Regions from separate parts of the Sus scrofa genome. Here region 2 is linked to region 1. Evidence: chromatin contacts called from public targeted proximity ligation data. All regions are on one chromosome and are shown on one strand. The core of a region is the stretch at or near the end of the contact, and the rest is flanking DNA. Distances in the headings are between cores, read along the strand shown.

What was found.
Region 2: a contact with region 1 is called in a targeted proximity ligation map of alveolar macrophages. A contact is called at or near these places in 14 of 47 Hi-C or Micro-C datasets (alveolar macrophages, blood, heart right ventricle and 3 more) and 2 of 2 datasets of targeted methods (alveolar macrophages and skeletal muscle).

Annotation. Positions count from the first base shown.
Region 1 is chr5:62,133,905-62,136,802 of Sscrofa11.1, forward strand. It overlaps the pseudogene LOC100624127. Among named protein-coding and RNA genes, the nearest start is that of CD69, 57 kb to the left of the region's middle.
Region 2 is chr5:62,208,405-62,211,302 of Sscrofa11.1, forward strand. All of the region lies in intron 2 of CLEC2D (C-type lectin domain family 2 member D), which reads right to left. Among named protein-coding and RNA genes, the nearest start is that of CLEC2D, 17 kb to the right of the region's middle.

The DNA of each region.
Region 1 (2,898 bases), core at 172-2,671:
TATTTAGCATGTTTCATATTATAAATATAAATCTATTATGAGGTTTTAAAAACAAAGCTTATATATTCTTTTTTTTTTGGTCTTTTTGCTATTTCTTTGGGCCGCTCCCGTGGCATATGGAGGTTCCCAGGCTAGGGGTCGAATCGGAGCTGTAGTCACTGGCCTACGCCAGAGCCACAGCAATGCGGGATCCAAGCCGCGTCTGCAACCTACACCACAGCTCACGGCAACGCCGGATCGTTAACCCACTGAGCAAGGGCAGGGACCGAACCCGCCACCTCATGGTTTCTAGTCAGATTCGTTAACCACTGCACCACAACGGGAACTCCCAAAGCTTATATATTCTTTATCTTGGTTGTATTATAAATCATCCTTAATCTTCCCCCATTTCTGGAAAACTACACCCCCATAATTGGTAAACTATTTGAGATACATGACTCTGTATCTTTTACTTTAAAACATTAAAGACTTATGACAACATAAAAAAGAAAACATTTATTTATTTATTTATTTATTTATTTATTCTTAGGGCTGCACTTATGGCATTTGGGAGTTCCATGCTAGGGGTCGACCCGGAGCTGCAGCTCTGGGCCTACACCACAGCCACAGCAAGGCCAGACCCAAGCCACATCTGTGACCTATACCACAGCTCACAGGAACGCTGGGTCCTTAACCCACTGAGCTAGGCCAGGGAAGGTACCCTTTTCCTCATAGATACTAGAAGGGTCCATTACCAACGAGTTACAACGGGATCTGCGAGAACTTTATTTTTTAAAACATGTACAGTTGATTTACAATGTTGTCTTGGTATTGGGTGTGCAGCAAGGTGATTCAGTTATTCACATACATATATCCATTATTTTTCAGATTCTTTTCCCATATAGGTTATTAAAGAGTATTGAGTAGAGTTAGTTCCCTGTGCCATGTGGTAGGTTGTTGCTGGTTATCTATTTCACACATAGTAGTGTGTATAGGTTAATCTCACACTCCTAATTTATCCCTCCCCACTATGTTTCCCTTTGGTAATAATAAATTTGATTTTGCAGAATTGGTTTTGATATGCTAGAGACCATTTAAGGTCTTGCTTCTTAGTTGCCCCTTACTTATATATCTAACTTTAACTTCTATGCTTTGTTTTTAATCTAGGCCTTGCAAAGAATATTAACAGACAATCACCATCACCTTTTTGCCTCCCTCCCCAGTTCCTGTATCTTTACAATAGTTCTCACTATAGGTCTTTAGTAGCAAGTATCCGGAAGACTGCATGCGCTGCCCTGCCACTTGCATTTTCATTAAAACCAGGCTAGTCTTTAGCGTGTTTCCTGTTGATCTTCAAATTGCCTTTTCTTCAATCCCCACGTGTAAAGAAAGCAAACGTTGCCACTAGAGGGAGCTGTCAGCGTTTGAGCAACTGTCCAAACCCGGGCAGGGGTTGCAGTGGAGGGCGGCGGACTCGGAGATGTTGGAGGCGGGGCTCTGTGGTCGGCTTAGGGTGCGCCGGAAGCCTGTCAGTGGTGCCTTCACTTTGGGCGCCCATCAGACTTCGGGACTCTCAGCGTTGATGGTCTGGGCCTCCTGCATTTCCCCAGCCTGTGATGGTTCAGAGTGGCTGAGAGTTCTATGTTGGAGACACTAACAAAACTCTTCAGTCGTTTCTATGGGTGATTTTCAAAGCAGTACATGCTTATTTTAAGAGAATTAAAAGAATATATGACTTAGAACATGAAAAAAAATCCTCTAAGTCTTACCTTTAAACAAATCAGACACTTTCCATTTATTTCTGCACGTTATTTGTGCAATTATTCTCTGAGTCCCTTCTGTACCTACATGGATCTCGGCTTATTAAGAATCTTCCTCAATGATTTAGGCAGTCAGGTAGAGTAAAAACTAAGGTTGATCTCCAGACCATTCAGTAACTATGAATTCTTATATCCTTGTACTTACCATATGAAGATTGAGTTATCTGTGTAAGTATCAGGGATTTTTTTTCTTCATCTTTGGATTTACATCTTCTAGTAGAATGCCTGACAAATGCAGCTTTAACAAATATGTGTTGAACAAACAAATACATGAATGGCACTGATAAAATCCGGTTCATTCAAAGTAGTTTGATCATGTATACACACATATGATCGGAGGCAAGAAATGGAAGAGATGAGAGAAGTTTTCACCTATTTGGAACTAACGAAAATAAATATTTTTATGATTTCTATTATGTATTTAAATAATTCATATGATTTTTGAGATCGTATTGAGCACGTAAAATATTGCAGAGACATTATCTCCTTCAACCATTCAAACCACTCTCCGAGGGCTGTTATCTCCATTTTATAGATGAGGAAATGGAGGGGCACAGAGAACAAGTTAGTCAATGCTCTCCGAGGGCTGTTAGCCCCACCCAGATGAGGAAACTTGAGTGGCAGAGAGAACAAGTTAATCCACGTAGCTTTAGCACTAGAATCTGCATCCGTGAGGCCTGATGCAGAGCCTGGACTCTTCAAACTATAGCTACATCGTTTCTTAAAAAAAGTTTTCCCAAAGATCCTCTATACCTCTATACCACATAAATGTCTTTATTTAATTTTCCTTTATCTTACGAGAAACTTTACCAATGACTTTTTTTTTTGTCTTTTTAGGGCCACACCTGCGGCATATGGAAGTTCCTAGGCTAGGGGTCAAATTGGAGCTGCAGCTGCCAGGCTACAAAACAGCTCACAGCAACACCAGATCAAGCCACATCTATGACCTATACCACAGCACACAGCAATGCTGGATGTTTAACCCACTGAGTAGGGCCGGGGACCGAACCCAAATTGTCATGGTACTAGTTGGGTTGTGACCCACTGAACTATAGTGGGAACTCCTCAACCTAATTTTTTAATATCAGGATAGCAACTA
Region 2 (2,898 bases), core at 182-2,681, 75 kb after region 1:
GGCAATGGGGCATCAATAATCAGAATGGAACTTGAAGGGGATCTAGTGTGCCAGTGTCTTGTAAGACAGGGCTGGATGGATGTTCCAGAATGGCCCAGGCAAGGTAGCTGTCTGCTTTGGTGTCTATTTAAGAGATGGACATTTTAAAAGATCATGTTTATATAGTACCAAGAAAACCCTGACGTTGCTGAGCATGATGACAAATTGAAACTATAATGGAATACCCACAGTTCCAAGTACAAAAATGGAGCTACAAGGCCACTGAGGATCTGGTTTTAGAACTGCAGAATTTGAACTTTGTGTTGTACCAGATCCAAAGATAGTGCAACAGTTACCAACTTTTGAGCTCAAGGCCCCGCCTTGTAGTTATGCAACTACTATTACCAATGTAACCAATCATTGCTTAACAAGCACCCCTGCTTCTGGCCAGCTCCAGAATTAAATTCTTAACAGATATATTTACATTACAAAAATATGGCATTGCATGTTTTTGCTGTCATAACCAACCTCCATTTTGTAGCCTGGTAGACAATTCCAGTGCTTCCTGAATCTGAGTCTCTGAGCCACAGCTCTAACTACCCGTTCCTGATAAATGCCTCTTTATCTCAAATCAATCTCCATTTCTGAAATTTCAGTTAATAAGAGCAGTATATTACAAAAACATTGGTACACCTAACCCACAGGAAACGGAAGGGAACTTCCTTTTTTTTAAAATACTTGCTTATTCTGCCAGAGGCTGCTTCAAGATATTCAGACCGAGTCTAAAGACAAGTCTCCCCGGAACGTTTGTATTCCTAGAAATGGGGCTGAGTAGGGGCGGGGGGGCAGGGAGAAGAGACTCAGGCCAGTTCCAAATGGATCTCTACTTTCCAATTAAAATAGCGATGTGGGGGCAGGGTGGTCTGAGACATAAAAAGAGGGAGAGACCCTGAACCAAGTCACTAGGTAAGGCCTGCTGAACCTGCAGCCTTTCCCAAGCCTTTATCCCCAGACCACAGGACCTGTCCTAAGGAATCTCCCACCCATCACTCCAGTGAAGAGAGCGGGTCAGGGCCCCAGGCAGCTGGAGTGAAATCAAGTTGGGTTTTTGGAAATTGCCTGTTTAGCCTGGACGCTCACCCCCACATTGGGAAAGACCCGGCAAGGCCTTCCTCTTCTTAGTGGCGGTTCCTCCTTCACCATGACCAGGCATTGGAGCAGGGGCGGTGGAGTGGGGATGGAGGGTCTTAGGACTGCAAACTCCACTGTCACTCCCCATGCACTCTCCAGCAGCCCTCCAAATTCCGAAAATTGCGCTGGCCTGGGAGCCTGCATCCCTCTGGAGGCAGCTGTTTGCAGAATGCCAGGAAGTGACTGGAGCACTAGACTGGCTGCCAGGGGTCCAGAAGCAACCTGCCTCACCCTGCGTACTTTGACACATGGTTTTGCTTCCTATTTCTTTTCTCGGAAGGAGAAGCAGAAGAGAAAGCTTGAACTCTGGTAAACCAGATGTGATTCAGGGTTCATGGGCTTGGTTCCATAGTCCCACTTCTGGACCCTGAAACCTACCCTGACCGGTAGTGCCTGACTTGGGAGTGGGGAGGAGAACTGACAGTGGGTCAAAAAGAACCCCTCTGTGTAGCCTTTCTCCCAAACTCGGTCCCTCCCTGGCAAAGTAGAAGAAAGTCTGCAGAGGGTTCCAAAGTCTGGGAGCCGCTCTGGCCTAACAGAGATGGAGGATAAGGCTCTGTCTCTTTGTAGTTAACCTGTGATAACCAAGACTTCTAAGAACAGAAACCCTTGTCGAGGCCCCCCCAAAAGGCATTCATTTGTGGTTGTTAGGACTGCAGGAGGTACAGATGGAGAAGCAATGAATTGTGTCCCAGGGGACTACAAAATGGGGGAAGTTGATAAATGCCAAAAAAGCTGCAAGTTTACACAAAATTGTCCAGAATTAACATAGGAACTGGTAAGAAGAAAGGGTGCTTGTCTAAATAAGGATTGCTTGGGTGGGGAGAGGCTTTTTGAAACTTAGTTTGCAACTGGTAGCTGCTTGCAGGTGTTATTTTGAAAGTGGGGGGTGGTGCTCTTGGGTTTAATACAGTTCAGAAAATTCAAGTTCTTAGTAATGCAAGAATGTGTCTGAAACCACATCTACCGATCTGACTCCATTTAGATGCCTGAACCATAGTTACTCCATTTTGAGTTTTAAGTGATCTTAAATATGCCGTTTCCTGAATCCACCACCCTTTCTTGGACTTTCTTGGGGTGGTTAGATTTCAAAGCTGAGGATCTGGCCACAGTGAGATTGATCTAGTTGGAATAGAGTTTATATACATATTGTGAAAACAAGACAGTAACTGTAGAAATCAGTCTTTGATCAACAACATTTTTTTTCTAGTGGATTGTTTTAATCCCTGAAGTGATTTAGAAGTTTCACCAGGTATTGATAATAAAAAGCAAATGACTCTTTGGAAAACAGTGTGGCGGTTTCTTAAGAAAGTGATGTACTTATTATATGATCCAACAATCCCCCTTTTTGGCATTTACCCAAGTGAGTTGAAAACTGACTGCTTATGCAAAACCTGCGCAAATGTGTTTACACAGCTGTATTCATGACTGCCAAAACTTGGAAGCAACCAGGATGCCCGTGATGGCTAAACATATGGTAGAACCTCCAAACAGTGGCCGAATAATTAGGGACTTAGGGAAAAAGAAAGTTCTCAAGTCAAGAAAAGACATAAAAGAGACTTTAGTGCAGGTTACTAAATGAAAGAAGACCATTTGAAAAGGCTGCATACTGTAAAATTCCAGCAATGTGACATTCGGGAAAAGGCAAAACTATGGAGACAGTGAAAAGATCTGTCTGGAATACTGAGAAGGGAGGTTGGGAGGGATGAACAGGTGGAGGCCAAGGGA